Linked DNA regions of Triticum aestivum: region 1 is linked to region 2. The links are chromatin contacts, called in public Hi-C maps. All regions are on one chromosome and are shown on one strand. Each heading gives the region's core, a stretch centred on a gene start, on an enhancer-like site or on the middle of the called end of the contact. The rest is flanking DNA. Distances are from core to core; before and after follow the strand shown. Region 1 holds the start of LOC123111970 (aldehyde dehydrogenase family 7 member A1). Region 2 holds the start of LOC123111969 (protein SCAI).

What was found. A called contact is a pair of places that touch in the nucleus more often than the background predicts.
Region 1: a Hi-C map of leaf shows a contact between it and region 2, with 4 times the contacts expected there. The contact joins the promoter of LOC123111970 here to the promoter of LOC123111969 in region 2. A contact is called at or near these places in 3 of 5 Hi-C or Micro-C datasets (all in leaf).

What each region holds. Positions count from the first base shown.
Region 1 is chr5B:383,327,136-383,332,175 of IWGSC CS RefSeq v2.1, reverse strand. It overlaps LOC123111970 (aldehyde dehydrogenase family 7 member A1), which reads right to left and starts at 3,625. Exons shown (of 14, transcript XM_044532851.1): 1 at 3,316-3,625; 2 at 3,133-3,219; 3 at 2,584-2,715; 4 at 1,359-1,431; 5 at 803-825; 6 at 667-730; 7 at 243-288. The coding sequence starts at 3,453.
Region 2 is chr5B:382,830,441-382,835,473 of IWGSC CS RefSeq v2.1, reverse strand. It overlaps LOC123111969 (protein SCAI), which reads right to left and starts at 3,568. Exons shown (of 9, transcript XM_044532850.1): 1 at 2,959-3,568; 2 at 2,646-2,852; 3 at 2,339-2,554; 4 at 1,546-1,612; 5 at 1,307-1,453; 6 at 991-1,082; 7 at 102-290; 8 at 1-14. The coding sequence starts at 3,564.

The DNA of each region.
Region 1 (5,040 bases), core at 2,376-4,875, 500 kb before region 2:
TATCCAGAGCAAGACTATGTTTCCATTCTATGAAGCAGACAACTAGGACAAGTCACAACAATGAATGCAAGAGGATACTGGATACATGCCAAGGTAGCATGGGCTTCTACTGATGTTTTACATATAACAAACTATATAAAGTTAAGATAAATTCAAAAGATACAACACCTGACATCATGTAAGCCAAGTAAATCAGTTATCAACATGAATGAGGAACAGTATTAAAAGTACACTATTCTTACCAGACAACACAGTTGCCGCAGACCAAAGCAATGCAAGCATTCCAACCTAAAACATCACAAAAAGAAGACTTAACCATAATTTCCTGGCAGTATTAAACAAATTAAGTGAAACTGACATAGTAAAGGTTGAGAGCAACATAACGTTTGAAAATGTGTAATAAGTACGACCTACATGAATTGTTTATAGCAGTATAGTAAACAGGTAAATTGTCACATTGAAGATTAGAACAATAACCATTAGCGGGTGCAGGTACAAGATGAATTGTACAAGTTAACTTTCAATTGTTGAACTCTCGTCGGCTATACATTCTAGACAACAAGAGCATGTAATCACCACGTGTAATTACAGTAAACTACATGGATTAACATTGTAGTCACATTCCAAAAGGGTGCAATACAAGAATTATCTAAATGGTCAGCTTACCGAGCACGGCGCAAGGGAAATTGAATGCTGTGATGACACCAACAACTCCAAGAGGATTCCAGACCTATTCGGATAAGGATTAATCATTAGCATGTTCAATGATGGTACCTGAGAATGTGATACTGGTTTCACTTACCTCCATCATCATATGGTTTGGGCCTGCAAAGAATACAGAAGGCAGCATTAGCAAACTTTCAATGTTCTTTTCAAACTGTGTGCACTGGTGCATTTACAGTATATATTGGCAAAGAAAGATTTCTCTAAATAGACAACCCAACCAGTACACAAGCTTTTCTATAAAAGATCAGAGGCAATGCTGAAAATTTGTCAGGTTTCTCTAAAACCTTGTCCAATGGAGTGAATCACTGAATATTTTACCATAATCCTTTACTGTGTGAATATCATACAGAATGTAATGCAACATGTCAGGGCACATAAGCTTGTACAAAACAGCAATCCAGATTAACAAGTCCATCACTCACTGATTCCAGCTGAAATACTTTTTTCCCATCCGACAACTTAGGCAGATACATTATTAGAGATATAGTACGAAATACAAAAATCCTTTAATTTCTCTCATCCAGTTGCAACCAATATGGTCAAAAAAGGGCACATCTCATTACTGATGATGTTGCATCCTGGCTTTAAACCTATCATCAGAATATGATATGATGAAAAGAAAATGGTCTTACGTTCAGATGGTATGATGGATCCATTTAGCTGACGACTTAGCCCCACGGCATAATCACACATGTCAATAATTTCCTGCAAAAATTGTTGGGTTGATGACATAATGTGCAGAGTGGGAAATCAACAGCTATGTTTTCAAGGCGTCGCCTAGGCGTCGCCTAGGCGACGCTTAGGCGTCAGAGCGCTCGGGGACGTCAAGGCGTCGTCGTCGCCTTAGTTTTCTGTCTAAGGCGTCCGCCTTCTGCTGTTGAGGCGTCCAAGGCGTCGCCTAGGCGGATAAGGCGCCGCTTTAGTTGATTTTGGACGCCCTGGACATGCGTGGGCAGGTTGAGCGGGAACCAGCAGCTGGCGCGCGCCAGAAAGAGGAATTGGCGGGAGGGAAGAGAAATTGGGCGGGAGAGAGGGGGTAAACAGAGGCAGGAGAGAGAGGGGAACACACCCGTGACTCCAAATCGAGGGGAAAAGAGAGAGGAGCTCTCTCCTCTCACGCCGCCGGCCTCCCCCTGTCCGGCCAAGCTCCTCCTCCACAGGCCCTTCCCCTCTCCGGCCAAGATCCATCTCCGCCGGTCCTCCCCCTCTCCAGCCAAGCTCCTCCGCCATATTAGTACCCCTACCGCCTAATAATAAGTGTCTAAGGCGTCGCCTCGCCTCGCGCTTTGAGCGCCTAGGCGTTGAGGCGCCCCCCCAGCGCCTTAAAGCGCCTGGGCGCCTTGAAAACATAGATCAACAGTACATCGCATTTATGCTAATGTGACCATTCACTGTCTCAATTAGAAGATACAACCTTAGGGAACATAGTGTGTTGGCAGTTTGGCACAAGGTTGATTAATCTAGAGACGAAGAAAGATAGCAACAAGAAACCAATCCTTGTTCCGATACTGCTTCATATCATGGGCATGTCGTACTAATTGGCTAGGTTGCCTTTTTCAGCAGACAATGCAATGGTACCATAATGATAATGCAGTTGTTAGGGAGTAATAAGTAACTATTTTCCTAAACAGGAACATAAACATGTGTTCTGAAACAGAGTCATCTGAGGCTTCTATTGATGGCCTAGCAGCAATTATGCTCCAACCTGAACCTCGTTAGGAATTGAGCCTAGCTCCGATAGTAGGAGGTGTGGGTGGTTCTTACTTCCTACGTATCTGAAACCCCCCACCACCTTGTTTCAAGAACTCTCTATCTTAAATTTGTGCGCCTAATTCCAAGGTATTCATCTTTTTTTACCTGAACCTCCCCAATTCCTTCAGGGAGAATTTTCCCCATTTCAAGTGACAGAAGTCTGCCAAGGTGATGAAGCTTTGCTCTCAGTGCATCACCAATCTGCCTAACAATTTCTCCTCGTTTTGGAGCCGGAATCTGGACATGTTGGTATATCGTATAAGTACAAATTTATTAACATAATAATATCACTGAATTACTTGATAGACAAGACAAAAACAAAAACAAAAAAGTCAGAAATGCTCCATGAAAGTATGGGACTTCACATGGTCACAGCACTGCTAACCTTTAGTACATAAGTAGGCATTTAGTAAAACAGTGATAAATCCAAACAATTGGATGGCCTCTGAAATAGCAGTGTGAAATCAAATGGCATACTCTATTGTCTTAGCATTTTAGTAGTGACACTTGATTAGCTCGCAAATTCGCATATTATGCTGCATTCTCCTGTTCTCGAGTCAACAGGGAAAGCGCAGCAACAGCATAGTACTATCACATCATCATGGGGGCCAAATTGCTGCGAAGCTAGAGGGCATTTCGATCCGTGGAACTTACAGCCATCCATGTCTTGGCGGCGTCGAAGCAGGCGCTCATGCCCTTCTCGTAGTCGTCCATGGACGCCTCAACGACCTCAGCAATGACCTGAAAAACAAACCCACAAAAAATCCCTCAAAATCCGCCAAGAGCGCGTCCGGGGTCCCCAAAATCCAGACGAAATCGAGCGGATCGGAGAGGCACCTCGTTGTTGCTAGGGTTGGTGGTGGTGACGACGGGGCCCGAGCCGCCCCAGGCGCCGCAGGCGAAGGAGCCCGGGTTGCGCGGCGCGAGGCCGAGCTCGGCGAGGAACTGGTGCTCCTGCCTCGCGAAGCTCGCCATGGCGGGCGGGTTGATTCTGGAAGGTGGGCTCTGGCTCTGGCTGCTTCGCCGTACGAAGCGAGGGGATTGCGGAAGGGGAGGAGTGAGGACGGGACGAGGAAGGGCGGCGATGAGGAAATTTATAGGTGGGAGGTGGAGTGGAGACTGTGAACTGCTCCGGGAGGGAGCGTGGTGGGTGGGGCGGTCCGGCACGGGACGGCGGAACGGGACGAGACGAAAGGAAACCGAGAGCGTGAGGTTGATCACTGAAGACGAAAAGGTTTTTAACTTTTCAGCTTTGCACGTCAACAAGTTTTTTTCTCCCTTGTTAGAATAAAAAAGGATTCCACTAAAAGAAATAAAAAAAAGTGTTGGTATTCAATCCTTATTTTTTTTGAGACAATATTCAATCCTTATATGACCTTGTAAGAAATGAATTAGGCTAAGCGCTTGCGCCGATAATATAAAACCAATATGAAGAAAATTATGGGGTAGAAAGAAATAGGAAATACTTCCAATCTATTCATTTTCAATCATGGTAGTACAACGAACACTAAAAATAATAAAAATTGCATCCAGATCCGTTGACCACCTAGCGACGACTACAAGCACTGAAGCGAGTCATATGCTACAAAAGATATATCATTGGATTTGTACTCAAAAGATATATGATTAATAAAATATGAGCGGAAGGTGGAAGTAGCAAGCAAGTGTGATGGTCTACAAGATAACCACCGCGCATCGGAGCGCGCAAAGAATGGCTCATCTTTCCATCGCAACTTCTGTTAGTATAGTGTTCTTCGGAAAGTGATTTGCCCAAGCTTTATCGAGGGAACCACCATCCACGTGTGTGAAAACCCAGCACTGCTCCGTAGGATATCATGGATCGATCCCTGTCACATGCCACGAAGCCAATAGGAGTAGTACTAGGCAGGTTCGAAAACGACAGGTGACTCATCAGTGTGATCACAGCTCACAAGCAACGGCGTGTACTCCGGCTTTTGCTGGTACTGTTTGTCCGTCGCCTTCCGTGATCCGTGCTTAGCTTGGCCTCTCTCAAGATAGGAAGGAACGCACGGGCTCCACGTCGGAGAGACGTCTCCGGCCGCCTCTCTGAGCAGTGAGCGCCTCAAAGATAAATTAATCTTCTCTCCTCTGGAAACGATCCTTCTCTCTTTCGTTTTGAAAAATGAAAAAGAATATGGTCTTGTTTCAAAAAAAGAAAAAGAATATGGTCTGAGAACAAGTGAGACAGTATAATAACTATCTAAAGCTTGAAGTTCTGCGCAGATCGAAGCATGGAAAACACGCTGCAACTGTCATATTATTCTTAGTTCGGGCGAGTGGGGAAAAAGGCAGAATCCACACTCCATACTAGTGTATACAGACAGCCAGTCCACAATCCCTTCATGCGTTCTCTTTTTTTTTAATGTTCCTTTTTCTGTTGTTGCTGACGGAAATATGAATTGCCAGTTTTCTATGCGCTAACAAGTGGGCCGGTTCAGTGCCGAGGTGTTTCCAATGCTGGGCCTGAAATTTGCAGCTTGCAAGCAAAATCACTAATTAGTTAAGGAGTATTTATTTCAAAGATCACTTCCATTTTGTCAT
Region 2 (5,033 bases), core at 2,319-4,818:
GCTTTGTTATAATCCTACAGAAAAAAGTTCATATCAATTCTCAGGCTGCAAAATGTAGTGCCGGCAGGAATAAGAAATTTGTCACAAAATAAAAACACAACCTTGTCAATAATGTCCAGCCCATTATTGCCGATCAGAAAGCAGAAAGCTTGCAATGGAGCTGTGAGGAACATAGTAAATTGACTACCACTCTGCCGAGTAGAGTCCCCACTGAATCCTACAGCGCAAGATCGGGAGCTTGGAGAAAGTAACATGGCAGCTGTCTCCCCTTTTTCAGCCCCATGAATTGACTGCAGTGCTTAAATACAGCAATTAGCATTGACAAAATCACTGATGGAACAAAAAGGACTAGCATATCATATTATAAATAATAAAAAGAAATAAAGAAACATATTTTTTTACGGGCAAAAGGCACAGGTGCTCCCTTTTCATTTAAGATTAGAGGGTAAGATTACAAATATGAGAGTCAAACAAAAAAGAAAGAAAACGAGAAAAGGAGGAAAGTGAATTGTAGAATAAGAAAATGCAGAAGGAACTTGATGTCAAACAAAAAAAATGCATCAGGAACTTTGTTCCACAATAAGAGCCATATGGCAAAAGCCCTGTGAATATGAAAACAAGAACCATAGAATGCCATTTAGATAAGTATAAAATACATGTCTTGCCAGGATGCTGCGAAAAGCACCAAATCTGAACAGAACTTTAAAATGTTACTCCCTCCGATCCATATTAATTGTCGCTCACTTAGTAGAACTTTGTACTAAAGTTGTCCTAAGTGAGTGACAATTAATATGTATCGGAGGGGGTATTACAATATAAGCTTGTCTATGTGCATAGTAACCTCTGCTTTATCTCAAGGAAGCAATACAATATTCCGCATGAAGCATCCACCGATCATGGATACTCCACTTCCACTAAGAATATATATTCGGTATTCACTAGCCAGAATAATAGATATGGCAGCAAAAAAAAGAGAGTAAACAAACCTGCCTTAAATGCATAGCTGATGTTACTGTCAATCACCAAAAAGAGAGGTCTCCTTGTAAACGGGATCAGATCACAAGGGTATATGCAGTTTGAGCCTAGATGTTGAACATGTATCAGAAACAATACACTTCTTTTGAAAAACACATATACATACTTAAGTCTGTATAAAGGCAACTTCAAACAACCCTATGCCATCAAAATAGTTCTGTACCGCATTAGAGATATTGAACATACAATCGCATGAACTCAGCATTGTAAAACTAGTTATGTACTGCATTAGAGACACATAATCGAATGAACTCAGAATATAAAAAAATACCTTCGCCTTCACGGCAACCTAACCAAAGACATGGTTCTTTATCTTCCTTTGAAGTGATGGCCCTGGTATTAGATATGTCAAACTGACTAAAGCTGTTCACAACCCTCTCGCTTGTATCGGGACCAAGTCCAGAGGATCCCACCTCGCCTGAAAGAAATTATCATATTTGAACGCTAACTAGAATAACTCCCTAACACACAGCTGATAACATTTTAGTTCTACAAGCCTAGGGCACCAACCTGCAGCCGAAAGGTATATCAACATCATAGTATTCAATGGGAGCTCCACACATTTGGTGGCAAGGACCTGGATTTCAATCGTAAATGTTTTTTATCCAGGCAAATATTTCATTTAGGATAAAATGGCGTAAACATAGGAGTACATATAACTATATTTTCTTGTGAAGTGAAAGAAAAAAAGAATTTGGATGTTCGACCGTAAAAGGAGGGCACGGATGAGAGGAGGCCCTAGAGGGCATGCACCAAACATTGCCATTCTATTCAACAGCAATCATCTCTCTATTGCATCATTTGCATAGCTTAGCACCCCAGGAATCAATAATACCATTATGCCTCAAATATATTTCGGGTTAGAATTCCTAGCTGCTATGGGTGTAAAGGACTGTTGGTTATTATGGGCGGATAATGGAGAGGATGGTATTATCGATAATGGAACAAATCAACAAACAGAATCAGTTTAGTTGCATTATCTTCCCTCATCAAGTCATCATCATGCTTCCTCGTCATGTAATTCAGATTAGTTAGTAGCATCATGTACATATCTTGCAGAATTCCCTACTTTTTTCAATTCTTTCCCACTAGCCTGTTCTGATCATTCCAAGAAACATACACTGGCTGCCATTTACAAATTACACTTCCACTTCCTAATTGAAATGTATCTAGAAGAGCTTGGTCCACAGGTTTTCTCCTAGGACCAAACCAGTGCATTGAGTAACAATGAGCAGTGTGTATATTCAGGACGAAGACAATAAATCAAACATTGAGTTGACAAGATGCCAAATGAGAAACTGACCTTCAAGAAATGTGGCACCGAGGGGCGATAGAGAACTGTTTTCAGTGGGTTCGGGGGCAACGCAGCGTCTCTCAGATCTTTTAGGAGATTGGGGTGATTTTGCCCACTTTCATCATGGGCGCTGTAACCATTGTTTTGTGCAAAGGAACCACATGGTTCCCATTCAAGACACTGAAGCATTCTGAATGTGTCTAGAGTGAGGTCGGTAAATTTGACCTGAAGGGAACACATAGATACATGATGTTCCGCTAGTAAAAATTAAAGAGCGTACGATGCATCTGACTGCGAGAAACCAAGGAAGCATTACCTCGTTATGATAATAGCTGCATAGGATGGCATCGCTTAAGAGCAGACCGCGCTTCTTGACTGTAGGTGGGATGGTGGGAAGAATTTCCGGGGGAGGATCAAATGCATAGCTGTACCTGAGAGGTCTCTTGTTCATGAAGGGCGAGTCAGCCTTTAGAAACCTCGTGATTTCTTGCACGACATGCTTCCACTCCCTGTAATCAGCTTCCTGCAACATTTCATCTTCTTAATTTGAGCCAGAGAAATGAAGAGCGGGGTAACTGCATCGGGATCGGGAAGCGAGGAGGGACAAAAGGGGAAGAATTGAATTGGACCTGGAGGGTCTTCTTGGATTCGTCGAGGAGCGACCGGATTTGGCCGGCGAGGCGGGGTACAGTCTGCGCGCGGCGGGAGAGGATAAGCGCGACGAGGAGGAACCTGGCGAGGAAGCGCAGGTGCTTGGTGGAGGCCCCGAGGTGGTCGTCGAGGAAGTAGGCGCGGTCGAGGACGGCGTGGTAGAAGACGAAGGCCTCGGAGAGGAGGGCGGTGTCGGAGGTGCGCTGGTACTGGGAGTAGTAGAGGTGGGCGATGCGGGCGGCGATCTCGCCGACCTGCCAGCGGCGGAGGCCGGCGTCGAGGAGGCGGTGGCGGTGCTCCTGCTGCATGCGCCACAGCTGGGTGTAGATGCGGAAGGCCTTGCCGTACTCCGCGGGCTCCTGGCGGCCGAAGAGGGGCAGGTCCCGCACCCGGGCGAAGCGCCGGTCCGCCTTGTCCAGCAGCGACCAGAACTGCTCCGCCGGGCATACGCCGCCGCCGCCGCCGCTGCCTTGGACCTGGCCTTGGCCTTGCTGCGGCGACGACGCCATGGTAGCTCCGCCGGATGCGTTTCGTTCCCCTCCCCCGGAGTTGCCTTGGACAGTTGTGCTGGAGACTGGAGTCATCGCCGTCTTCTTTCCTTTCTCCGTTCCGTTCTGTTCCGTTAGCTTGGAGCCCAGCCCAAGCCCGAAAGCTGATATGGCCGACCTAGCACGCACGTCAGCCCAAGGCTCCCGGACTTTTTTAGTGCATGGAAAGCCCACCAAAGTTCCTGTGGAGCGAACGGTCTTACGGGAATTAATTCCGGTGACAATATGGCCTGCAAAATTCCTGTGAAGTTCCCGTGCGCCGAACGGAAGTGGATCCTCTAACTTAACTTGAAGGAGGAAAGTCATCTAAGCTATAATTTCCTAACTTCTTTCCTTTATTTTCATACAATTAAGGCTAAAATGACTTGAATTAATTTGCAAATTACAAATTTACTTTATGCATTTACAAAATTACATACAAATAAAATTGTGGTACAATAAAATTAATTTTAATTTTATTTATATTAATAGTAACTGTGTATAGTACCTACTTAGATAATACAGTGTTCGTTACAGTACCCGTGACTTTCCTTCTATGTTTTACACTAGCTTATACTGTGCTTTGGTGACTTTCCTCCTTCGTGTTAAAGGATCCACTTCCGCACCGAGCGCAGCCTAAGTCTTTTAATATATTCCACTATAAACTACATACGCAGCAAAATAAGTGAATCTATATAGTCTAAAGGCGTTTATATACATCCGAATATAGCAAAAATGCTGTTTGTAGGTCGAGCACCATGCAGGCCGTTATCTGGCACGTCAGTCTTCATAAGGATCCGGTCCAGTCCAGTATTCCCTCAACTTATTTCACCTGAGACGCTTTTGTATGACACTGTATTCTCCATTTATGCACAGTATTTTCCCGTTCGACAGCGCTGCACTGCCAGGCCAGGCACACGTTCCATCGTCTCTCACCCATCATGTTGAAAGGTGCCGCACAAGACACACGAACATGGACCATTTTTACAACACTACAATCGTCCCACACAACTAGGTGTCATTACTACCCTCCCTCTCCAGCAAGTAACAAACCAGTGACACCGATGGAAATGTCTTCGTGCACACCGTCGTTCGATGCCACCGGTGCACCATTGCAAAGTTTTATTCCAAAGCAAAGATATCCGCGGAGGCCGGTTCGTTCGTCCTACTCTGATATCCAGGATCAAAAGGCATTGGATTCACGAACCACTCCAGAACGTCAATAAAAACTAGCCAAATTATGGATAATTGGAATTGTTCTCATCGCTACTCGGAATAACCTTTGCCCTCATATTTTTGCGTGCATGGTGTAGATGCTTTCTACATTATTTTTGGATCACATTTTCTGTCACAAACTCTGGTGACAAAATTGGTTTTGTATTGACTTCCTCACAACCCTTTTTAGTGTTGTTAACATGGTCCCTTCGTTAACATGATATGTAAGAGGATATAGGTGCGGCTAGCCTGCATGTGATACACGAATGAGTGGACACCGACCAACCTCACACGTACACTTAACTCATTCA